Regions from separate parts of the Zea mays genome. Here all the other regions are linked to region 2. The links are chromatin contacts, called in public Hi-C maps. All regions are on one chromosome and are shown on one strand. Each heading gives the region's core, a stretch centred on a gene start, on an enhancer-like site or on the middle of the called end of the contact. The rest is flanking DNA. Distances are from core to core; before and after follow the strand shown.

Region 1 (3,066 bases), core at 110-2,609, 400 kb after region 2:
CCAAAAACTGTTATTCAAAATTCTCCCGAAAATCCAATTTCATTTTTCAATAGGGTTAGATGATCTAGTTCTTAATATTATTAGTTTACTTAACTGACAGATTCCGCAACAAATCTCTTGATTCGGAATTAGGGACTCATGTTCCGTCTGATGAATCGATTTTCTTTTTTTTTACACTTCTATATCTCACTCTATCTTGAATATATTTTGTTAATTTTAAATGCTCATATGACGAAATGCTCATACCAGCGTCCAATTTTTGTTAATTTATACATTCACAAATTTGTAGTATTGAAAATTATTAATTTCATCATTTAAATGTCGTACGTTAGAACCAATTGAAATATATGAAAATCAATGAATAAATATGGTAGTTTATGTATTATGTTAATATTGTAGATATAGAGGACTGAATTTAGAGGACATTGTTGAAGAAGAAAAAGATAGAGAGGACATAATTTTTTAGAGGTAGCTGTTAAGGACAGAGAATGTTTCTTTAGAGGATGAAATTTAGGGGGACGTTGCTGGAGACAGCCTTACCACATAATATTTCTTGGTATTTTGTCGTAAGCCTTCTCCAAGTCAACAAAAAACTTGTGTAGGTCCTTATGTTTCCTATACTGCTCCATCGCTTGTCTTATTAAGAACATGGCTTCCATGGTTGATCTTCCGGGCATAAAACTAAGGGCCTGTTTGGTTCAGCTTTTTTCTGAAGATCTTTTCTGAGAATTTGGATTCGTAGATAATCTAGCTGTCATGAGAATCTGGATATCGTGGGGCTTACATGCGGAGGAAGATGAAAGGGTTCGTACGGGTTAGGTTTTATAAAGCGGCACATTCCTCCGGCTGCGACGATTTGACGAATTTTGCATTTATGCTGATTTGTGTGATTTTCACAGAAATAAAAAAATTTATAAAAATAATGTTTCGACATGAATGCATTCAAACATTTTATAAAAAATTTTCTAACCAAGAAATTGTTCATTTTATTTATATCACCATTTCATTTTTTTGAACATAAGTATTTTTTTCCTTTCTACTGAAAACTAACAATTCAAATTGGATTGTTTTCATTTGATAGATTTAAGGTGTTACATTTTTCTTTTCTTTTTTGTTCTTTTGGCAGGATCTCTGCATGTAAAATCCTTTGAGTTTGTCTCCTTTCATTTTTAATATAAAGATGCACTGCGCGTTCGATAAAAAAACGTGTTGCTGCCATGCACCATGGCCGCCCTATCCGAAATCTTGGGAGCCCATTCACAGCCTCAAGAAGGGTAGTCGGGATAAGGGGATAAGCTGACGTGTCGCTCTCCCAGTCTCGGTTTTGCCCACAAACCAAAAGCTATCTCGCTGGTCACTGTCCTCGCTTTTGCTCCCTGTTCCGCCGAGCTCACGCCAGTAGAGATGAGGGCCACGTCGTCCCCCGTGGCTGGCGCCGTCCTCGCCGCCCCTTCCTCCGCCGCCGCCGTAGTCGTAAAGCCTCTGCCTCGTGGCGCAGCGAATGGCGGCAGCACGGGCAGGCGCGAAGTGCTTGCCGGGACCGGGCTGGGCGCGGCGCTGCTGCTAGCGCTGGGGCCCGTGTGCGGCGCGGCGCGTGCGGCGGACGAGGAATACGTGAGCGAGACGAAGGAGGTGATCGGGAAGGTGCGGTCGACGATCAACCTGGACAAGTCGGACCCGAGCGTGGCGGACGCGGTGGCGGAGCTCCGGGAGCTGTCCAACTCGTGGGTGGCCAAGTACCGGCGGGAGAAGTCGCTGCTGGGGCGGCCGTCGTTCCGGGAGATGTACTCGGCGCTCAACGCCGTGTCGGGCCATTACATCAGCTTCGGCCCCACGGCGCCCATCCCGGCCAAGCGCCGCGCGCGCATCCTCGAGGAGATGGACACCGCCGAGAAGGCACTCCTCCGCGGCAGGTAGGCCAAATCCCAGCGAAGCCCGGCCATGGCGATCGCCGTCGCCGTGGTGGCAGGAACGCAGCTCTCAGCGACAACGCTACCATTTTGTAACTACTGCGGTGTAGTATATATATATGCATGCATTCGTACGTGATGCGAGCTGTGTTTTCGGTCCGATGGGAGCGCGTCCTGTGACTGTGACTGGAGTAAAAATTTACCGAGCTTCTGAGAGTATCACATTGTGTATCGATCTTGCAAGACTTCTGAATCAGCTATGCATGGATGGGACTGGGAGTTGTCCATCGGTTATCCTGCTGGCTGCCATTCTTGGTTCTTGGCGTTGCCAATGCGCGTTATCTTGTTCATACATTTGGCGTAGCCGCGTAGACAATGCCAGTTAATCGGAGGTACTGATCGGCATGAGGGGGACACCTGTGGATGCGTGAGGTAGGGGGACGGGGACGGGGCGCACCGCATGTTCCGCCTTTTCTTGCTGGCAGTGGGAAAACTGCCCGATCCTGCACATTGTGTTCATAGGGCAAGCAAACAACAATTTGGCCATGTGACAAGTCCTTTTGAAACCAAACAAACTTCTCCATCTTCGAAAGTGTTTTCTACGTAGCCCCGTGGACAGCGCATAGCATAGCTGCCCCTAATAAAATAGGTTCAACGCCCAATTATGAAATCTTTGGAAGAAAAGGATAAACCGAATTATAGCTGCTACGCCAAAACTAGGCCAAAGAACCACGAATGGATAAATAAGGAATACGGAAACAAAAACGGCAACTAGACCAGAGAATGAAATTGCATTATAAGGCCACAATTGAATAGACCGAGCAAGTTCAAATTGACGTAGGAGAATTATTATGGCGCTTCAATAAGAACTTCTGGCAATATTGCACATTGTCACTTGCCAAGCTGTTGTTCTCAAGCAATAGGCGCTTGGCTGGCCTACCCACAACACAACAATAAGGTTAGATTCCCATCACTAATGTCTTGAAGAAATACATAGGATTCAGACTCAAAGATAGTTATTTGAACTCCGGGTTAGATATCAGATCACGGAAGTAGTTCTTTAGCCAAGTGGACTCGGCTTCTGGAGGAACGGTGCGGGCCTCACATAACTGAACCCCACAAAGTTGCTGTTGGCCGCAACAGGGCTGGCCACCGG
Region 2 (2,799 bases), core at 46-2,545:
TTATGTTGTATAATAATTATATTAAAACAGTTTAAAATTATAATTATCTCTTGTGAAAATTGACAGTGTATCTTGGCGCATATAATTGTGAAGTTTACCTCAAGGGGCCCCAATGCTGGTAGACCACTCCTTTCTCTGCGAGCATTCACAGCCATGAGCAGAAAATCGAAATTGCTGACTCCAGGAATCTCAATAGGTGCTTGGAAACTCATGAAAAGGCCTGCTAGAGATCTGTCCTCTGGCTCCATGTCAACCAGGTCCTCACCCTTGAAGAGAATGGTACCACCAGTTACCTCATAATGAGGATGGCCAACGAGAACCTGCAAGGCAAAGGTGAAAAATTCAGTTTAATGAGCAGGTACCAGAGCAAAGACCAAAGAGCACGGTCTTTTACAATTTGTATTTAGGCCATATCCTTGCTTATAAACTTTATTAGAAAGGTATGCAGGGCTAGCTTACTGAACTAACAGGATGGTGTTAGTACTGTTTTACTACACGTGTAAGCCCATCCTGCCTAGTGCAGCAATTTTTACCAAAGCAAAATTTTACTGCAATAGCAATACAGCAGTAGGGTAGGCCTACGGTTGGTGGCTAACATAGAGAAAACTAGGATGAACAAAAGCTCCTTACTAATATGGTTCCAAATATAACAAAAGCTCCTTACTGACATGTTATATTCTTTCATGCCCGAAGACAATTGTCCTATTTTTCAATCGACTGATATGGTTCCAAATATAACATGAAAAAATATGTGCATCCAACAGAAGTTCCTTACTTTTGTGAGGGTGCTCTTGCCGGAGCCGTTCTTCCCCATAATCGCATGAATCTATGACAGTCAAACACAGGCATAAAACTAGCATCAGTCGATCCCTTGCAGTCCCAATTAAGCAATATACGTACAACAAGCCGCCAATAAAATTGCAGCCGACGACTCCACGAGCTGCCCACACGAACCTCGCCCTCGCGGATGGTGAGGTCGACGCCGGCGAGGATCTGCTGCCCAGTCTCCTTCACGGATGCGGTGAGTCCGCGCACCTCGAGAAGCGTGCTGACAGAAGACTCAGCTGCCGCCGCCGCCGTGGGCGAGCGTCCCCGCGTCTGGAAGGAGATAGAAGGAGGAGGTGCGTGGCAGCGGCGGATGGGGCGGGACGATGAAGGAGAGAATAGGGGCGACGACGATGAGACGGCGGCGAGGGGCGGCGCCATGGGAGGAAGGCGAGGCAGGAGGCGCGTCTCCGTTCCGGATGCTTCCTACCTTCTTCGCTGGTCGCGGCGCGGATTCGGATGACGTTTGACGGCGGACGGGACGGGACGGCGGCTGGGACGACACTGGTAGGCTATTTTGTCGAAGCCACTCGGTGAATTAGTGTGCTCGAGTGCCGTTTTGTGGGCCTGATTTTCACATTCAAAATATGATACGGCGTAGGCCGGCCCATGTCGAGCCACACATACACGCGCGCCCTTTTAAATTGTAGTTCCATTTTTATTAAAATTTCACGTTTAGATTTATAGTAATTAAAATCATTTTTTGACCCTAGAGTCGGTGGCGGCATGACCTATAGCTTCTACTCCAACTTTGATGCCATAACCTATGGTGGTAAGATCGTTGCCACAAATCTTAGTACTGAGGTCCAACACCTATCTAGATACTTCTTTTCCCTGTCCTACGCCTGTCCACGCCCATCCTCCATTTTTTTCTCTCTCTTTCTATCTTACTATCCCCAATCCTTCCAACATTTATTGGTCTATTGATTCCATATTGGAAGTTTGAACATTTTTTTAGATATTCGAGAGCAGGTATCTCCCTCTCCTTCTCAATTTATATGCATTGATTTAGTCTATGTTAGTTGTATTTTGCATCCCTAGTAAGTTATCTATATAGGTTATTTACATTTACAAACGCATATTTAGTTTCTGCTCTTGATTTGTATGCGACATGTCGATGCATATGTTTTATGATTAAGTTATAATGATAGGTTTTATGTTTAGATTCAAATGTAGATTAAACCTGGTTGTTATCCATAAATTTTATTTTGTTGTTTTCTAGTTTATGTTATTTGTTTATATTAAATGTTTAGATTATGGTATTTGATGAAGTGACTTGTTTTTCTTATAACCCTGTATTTAAAATAGATATGGGACACGTGGAGGGAAAAGAAGTGACGAAAACAGGGTCAATCTAGAGATTCATACCCGGACGCCTCTTAAGAATGTACCTATCCATTTTGAGCTACTGATACCTAACTGTAACCCCATCTATATCTATACTACTATATTAAAAGTTTAGCGTTAGCGTTCATACCCTCCCTCCCCCCGCGCGCCCCCTATCGGTCGCGTCCACACGGTTGGTCCACACAGGTCCTTCCATGCCCCACTCGAACCCCGTCTGACTCTAACCATGTGCGCGCCTTCCTTCCATGCCCCCTCCCAAGCCATCGTCTCTAACAACATTGTGCGCTCTTTCCTTCCTCGCCACACGCGTTATTTTCCAACATCGATTGCACGCCGACGCGCCCAACCTCGCCCCAACGTCGATGCTCCTTCCATCCTCGTGATTCTAGGCTTCCAGCCCCCTCCCCCCTCCATGCCTCGAGTCTTGAATGTCGGGAGGTCCACCACCGACGGGAACCTCAGGACCGGCTGCAGCGGCACGACGGCGAGGTTGAGGAGGTCGGGGCGGGGGATGAGGTAGCCGAGGACGGGGGCAGTTGATGTTGATGCTAAATTCGGGCGAGAGACGCAATCACGACTCGTTCCGAGGCCAACCTTGAGTGGGATACGCAGTCACGGCTTGACCAA
Region 3 (2,944 bases), core at 237-2,736, 330 kb after region 2:
CAGATGGGAGCAGAGAAACGAGCTGAGCGATCTGGACCTTTGCTGGTGCTGAACGGTTGCATAGGTCTAGAGATAGACGAACGCCAAGAGCACTAGCGACGAACGACCGACGCCAGCCAAGGCGGACAGGTGCCAGACGGATGGCCGAGGTAGGAGGTGCAAACGGACGAGACAGACATACACAAATGGACGAACATTGAGAGGTGGACAGGCACGAGTGGACGGTCGTCGGAGATGATGCGGGCGAGCGTCGGGCGATGAGGCGACCAACATTGGGGGTCGACTCGATGGGTGACCACGACGAGAGGCGGACATGCGTCGGGGGCTGAAGAGGATGTGCGGCTGAGCCCCGAGATGGAAGAACTGTCAGAGGCAAAGGCAGACGTGATGACGGAAACGCAACACCGGCGAAAAAAGTGGATCACGTGTCTTAATTAGACCAATTCCTGCTTTGATACCATGTTAGAATAGTTACCTTGAGAAGATTTGAGGGAAGAATGCACAATCGTAGGAGAGAATATGGACATATATAGTGTCCTGTCTTCACAGGTCATATGGACCTACAATACAATATGAGCCCTGATATATATAACAATACACAAATTTCGAAATTCTTAAAAAGTCTTGATTGTTGGCAATTACATGGCTTATATGCTTACTGGTATTTTGTGCCACCAGCACAGATGATGACTCGAGGCCGAGAATACCATCGTAATTGACTTTACTAATGCAACACATTGATCTAAAAAATGTTTTAGGTTTTTTCGGGGCATTGCTTTTAGAAAGGCTTTAAGGTCCTGTTTATTCCGAATTATAATATGTCCAAATTATATAATCTTACGTAAATAAACCAGTAGTTAAACAAACATATAGATTATGGGTCTAGATTATATAATCTAAAGTCCAGATTATGATAATCTCATAATCTCATCAAAAGTAGCTTATTTAAAATTATTTTTAGCAAATGACCCACTACCCATGGTTATGTTTATAAAATTACAACCTCTCCTATTTTTCTTTTTTCCCCAAATCACACGCACGGTCGGGTATTGTTGTCTTTAACTTTGTGTCGAAGAAATCAATAATCTTCATTTATATAATCTGGTCATCCAAACAGTTACATACAGATTATAATATCGACAAATTATAATCTATAATAAATAATTTAGATTATCTTTTAAATTATATAATCTATAAGCTAAAATAAATAAACCCTAAATAATCGTTGATGTCCGGCCTTGTGCTAGGCAGCAACCAAACATAAAAAAATACACCGATGCCAGGCCGTCACTGTGCGCGCGACTGGAGGTTGCTGCCGCCGGGATGATCAGGCTGTTCGTTTTACGGGCGGCGCCGGGCAAGGTTTCACTCGTTCGTTCGTGACCTGCGATGACGTCTGCTAGAATTCCTGCTTGCCTACGTTCCTGACCTGCTAGTAGGAGCGTGGCATAGAATACGGCCCAAGGCCCATGCTGGAGTTTTAGCTTTGAGATTCGGACTCTCACGTGGGGGCGGCAAGCGCAGGTTTGCTCTCTCGGGCAAAGGACTTGGGTTACGTAATTCTTTTCCAGAGACGCCGCCTCCCTAAACCCTTGCCAGTCTCCCTCCCGGCAGCGGCGGCAAGGCCTACCGCCGCAAACCCTCTTCCTCAGCCGCTGCGTACAAAAGAAGTTAGCTTCTTTTTAAGTAGGAGGCGGGAGCCCTAGGTAGCCCCATGGCTCCGGCGGACGGCGGCGGCGAGCAGCCGCACAAGGCGCACCGCCAACACAAGTCCGGCGCCAAGGCGCGGAAGAAGAAGGGCAAGGGCAAGGGCGACGCCGGCGATGACGCAGGGGGGCAGCAGAAGAACCCCAAGGTATGATACAGATTCGAGCAAGTCACGTCCGTGGCACCTGCTCGGGCGACATGATTCTGGAAGCATTGTTCTAATCAGACGACCTTGCCATTCTTTCAGGCTTTTGCATTTCAGTCAGCAGCCAAGGCGAAACGTCTACAAGCTCGATCAGCTGAGATTGAACAACGGCGTCTTCATGTGCCAATTATGGACCGTTCCATCGGTGAACCTCCTCCTTTTGTTGTTGTAGTTCAAGGACCTCCACAGGTATGCACTGCAATCTGCACAGCTGATTGTTAATGTTCTACTCTATCTCATCATCGCTTCACCTCAAATTTATTAGGTTGGGAAGTCACTGTTGATAAAATGTCTGGTAAAGCACTACACCAAGCAAAACTTGCCCGAAGTTCGTGGCCCCATCACTGTTGTATCAGGTTAAGGAACCCTTTGCATACTGTACATTGAAAATCAAAACATAATGGAGTAATGCTAGATTTCTGTGAAGATGGTAAACTTATCGTTTGTTTGTTGGGTGCAGGTAAAAGTAGGAGGGTACAGTTCGTAGAGTGTCCAAATGATATCAATGGAATGATTGATGCTGCTAAAATAGCCGATCTCGCTTTATTGCTTATTGATGGAAGCTATGGATTTGAAATGGTGTGTTTTGCATATTTCTATTTTCAAAATTTTGACCAGTTTACTATGTAGCTATGTTAAGTTTTCTAGTAAACACGTGTAGAAGACTTCAAATACCTCCCCTTTCCCTTTAAACATACCTTAGAAGATCTTCTGATGTGACTTCTTTCACCCTGCTATATGTTTGGCTAAACGTTCTGTTGGGAACTTCAGATACTCTAATATGAGTATATGACGATATGTGTAGTTCTTTTATCATGGTCTAGTATTCAACAGTGTTAACCCACATGGTACGATAGTCTTGACTTTAAATTACACTGATGAGTGCAATTAGCTGTATTGGACTATATTACCATACAATTGATTTTTCATTGATATGTTTTCCTTGTTCCCAGGATACATTTGAGTTTCTTAATATCATGCAAGTCCATGGATTCCCCAAGGTGATGGGAGTGCTCACACACCTTGATAAAT

What was found. Hi-C and Micro-C count contacts between places; a contact is called where the count stands out from the background.
Region 1: a Hi-C map of tassel shows a contact between it and region 2, with 1.7 times the contacts expected there. The contact joins the promoter of LOC100282043 here to the promoter of LOC100273146 in region 2. A contact is called at or near these places in 2 of 25 Hi-C or Micro-C datasets (ear and tassel).
Region 3: a Hi-C map of tassel shows a contact between it and region 2, with 4 times the contacts expected there. The contact joins the promoter of LOC103634616 here to the promoter of LOC100273146 in region 2. A contact is called at or near these places in 7 of 25 Hi-C or Micro-C datasets (bundle sheath, ear, endosperm and 2 more).

What each region holds. Positions count from the first base shown.
Region 1 is chr1:55,550,647-55,553,712 of Zm-B73-REFERENCE-NAM-5.0, forward strand. It overlaps LOC100282043 (photosystem II 11 kD protein), which reads left to right and starts at 1,360. Exons shown (of 1, transcript NM_001154956.2): 1 at 1,360-2,132. The coding sequence starts at 1,405. The coding sequence ends at 1,917. It overlaps LOC100273759, which reads right to left. Exons shown (of 7, transcript NM_001354805.1): 7 at 2,749-3,066. The coding sequence ends at 2,971.
Region 2 is chr1:55,149,406-55,152,204 of Zm-B73-REFERENCE-NAM-5.0, forward strand. LOC100273146 reads right to left here and starts at 1,296. Exons shown (of 7, transcript NM_001147593.1): 1 at 955-1,296; 2 at 776-826; 3 at 99-320. The coding sequence starts at 1,206.
Region 3 is chr1:55,474,257-55,477,200 of Zm-B73-REFERENCE-NAM-5.0, forward strand. LOC103634616 (ribosome biogenesis protein BMS1 homolog) reads left to right here and starts at 1,487. Exons shown (of 18, transcript XM_008657139.4): 1 at 1,487-1,855; 2 at 1,955-2,101; 3 at 2,178-2,268; 4 at 2,373-2,491; 5 at 2,866-2,944. The coding sequence starts at 1,715.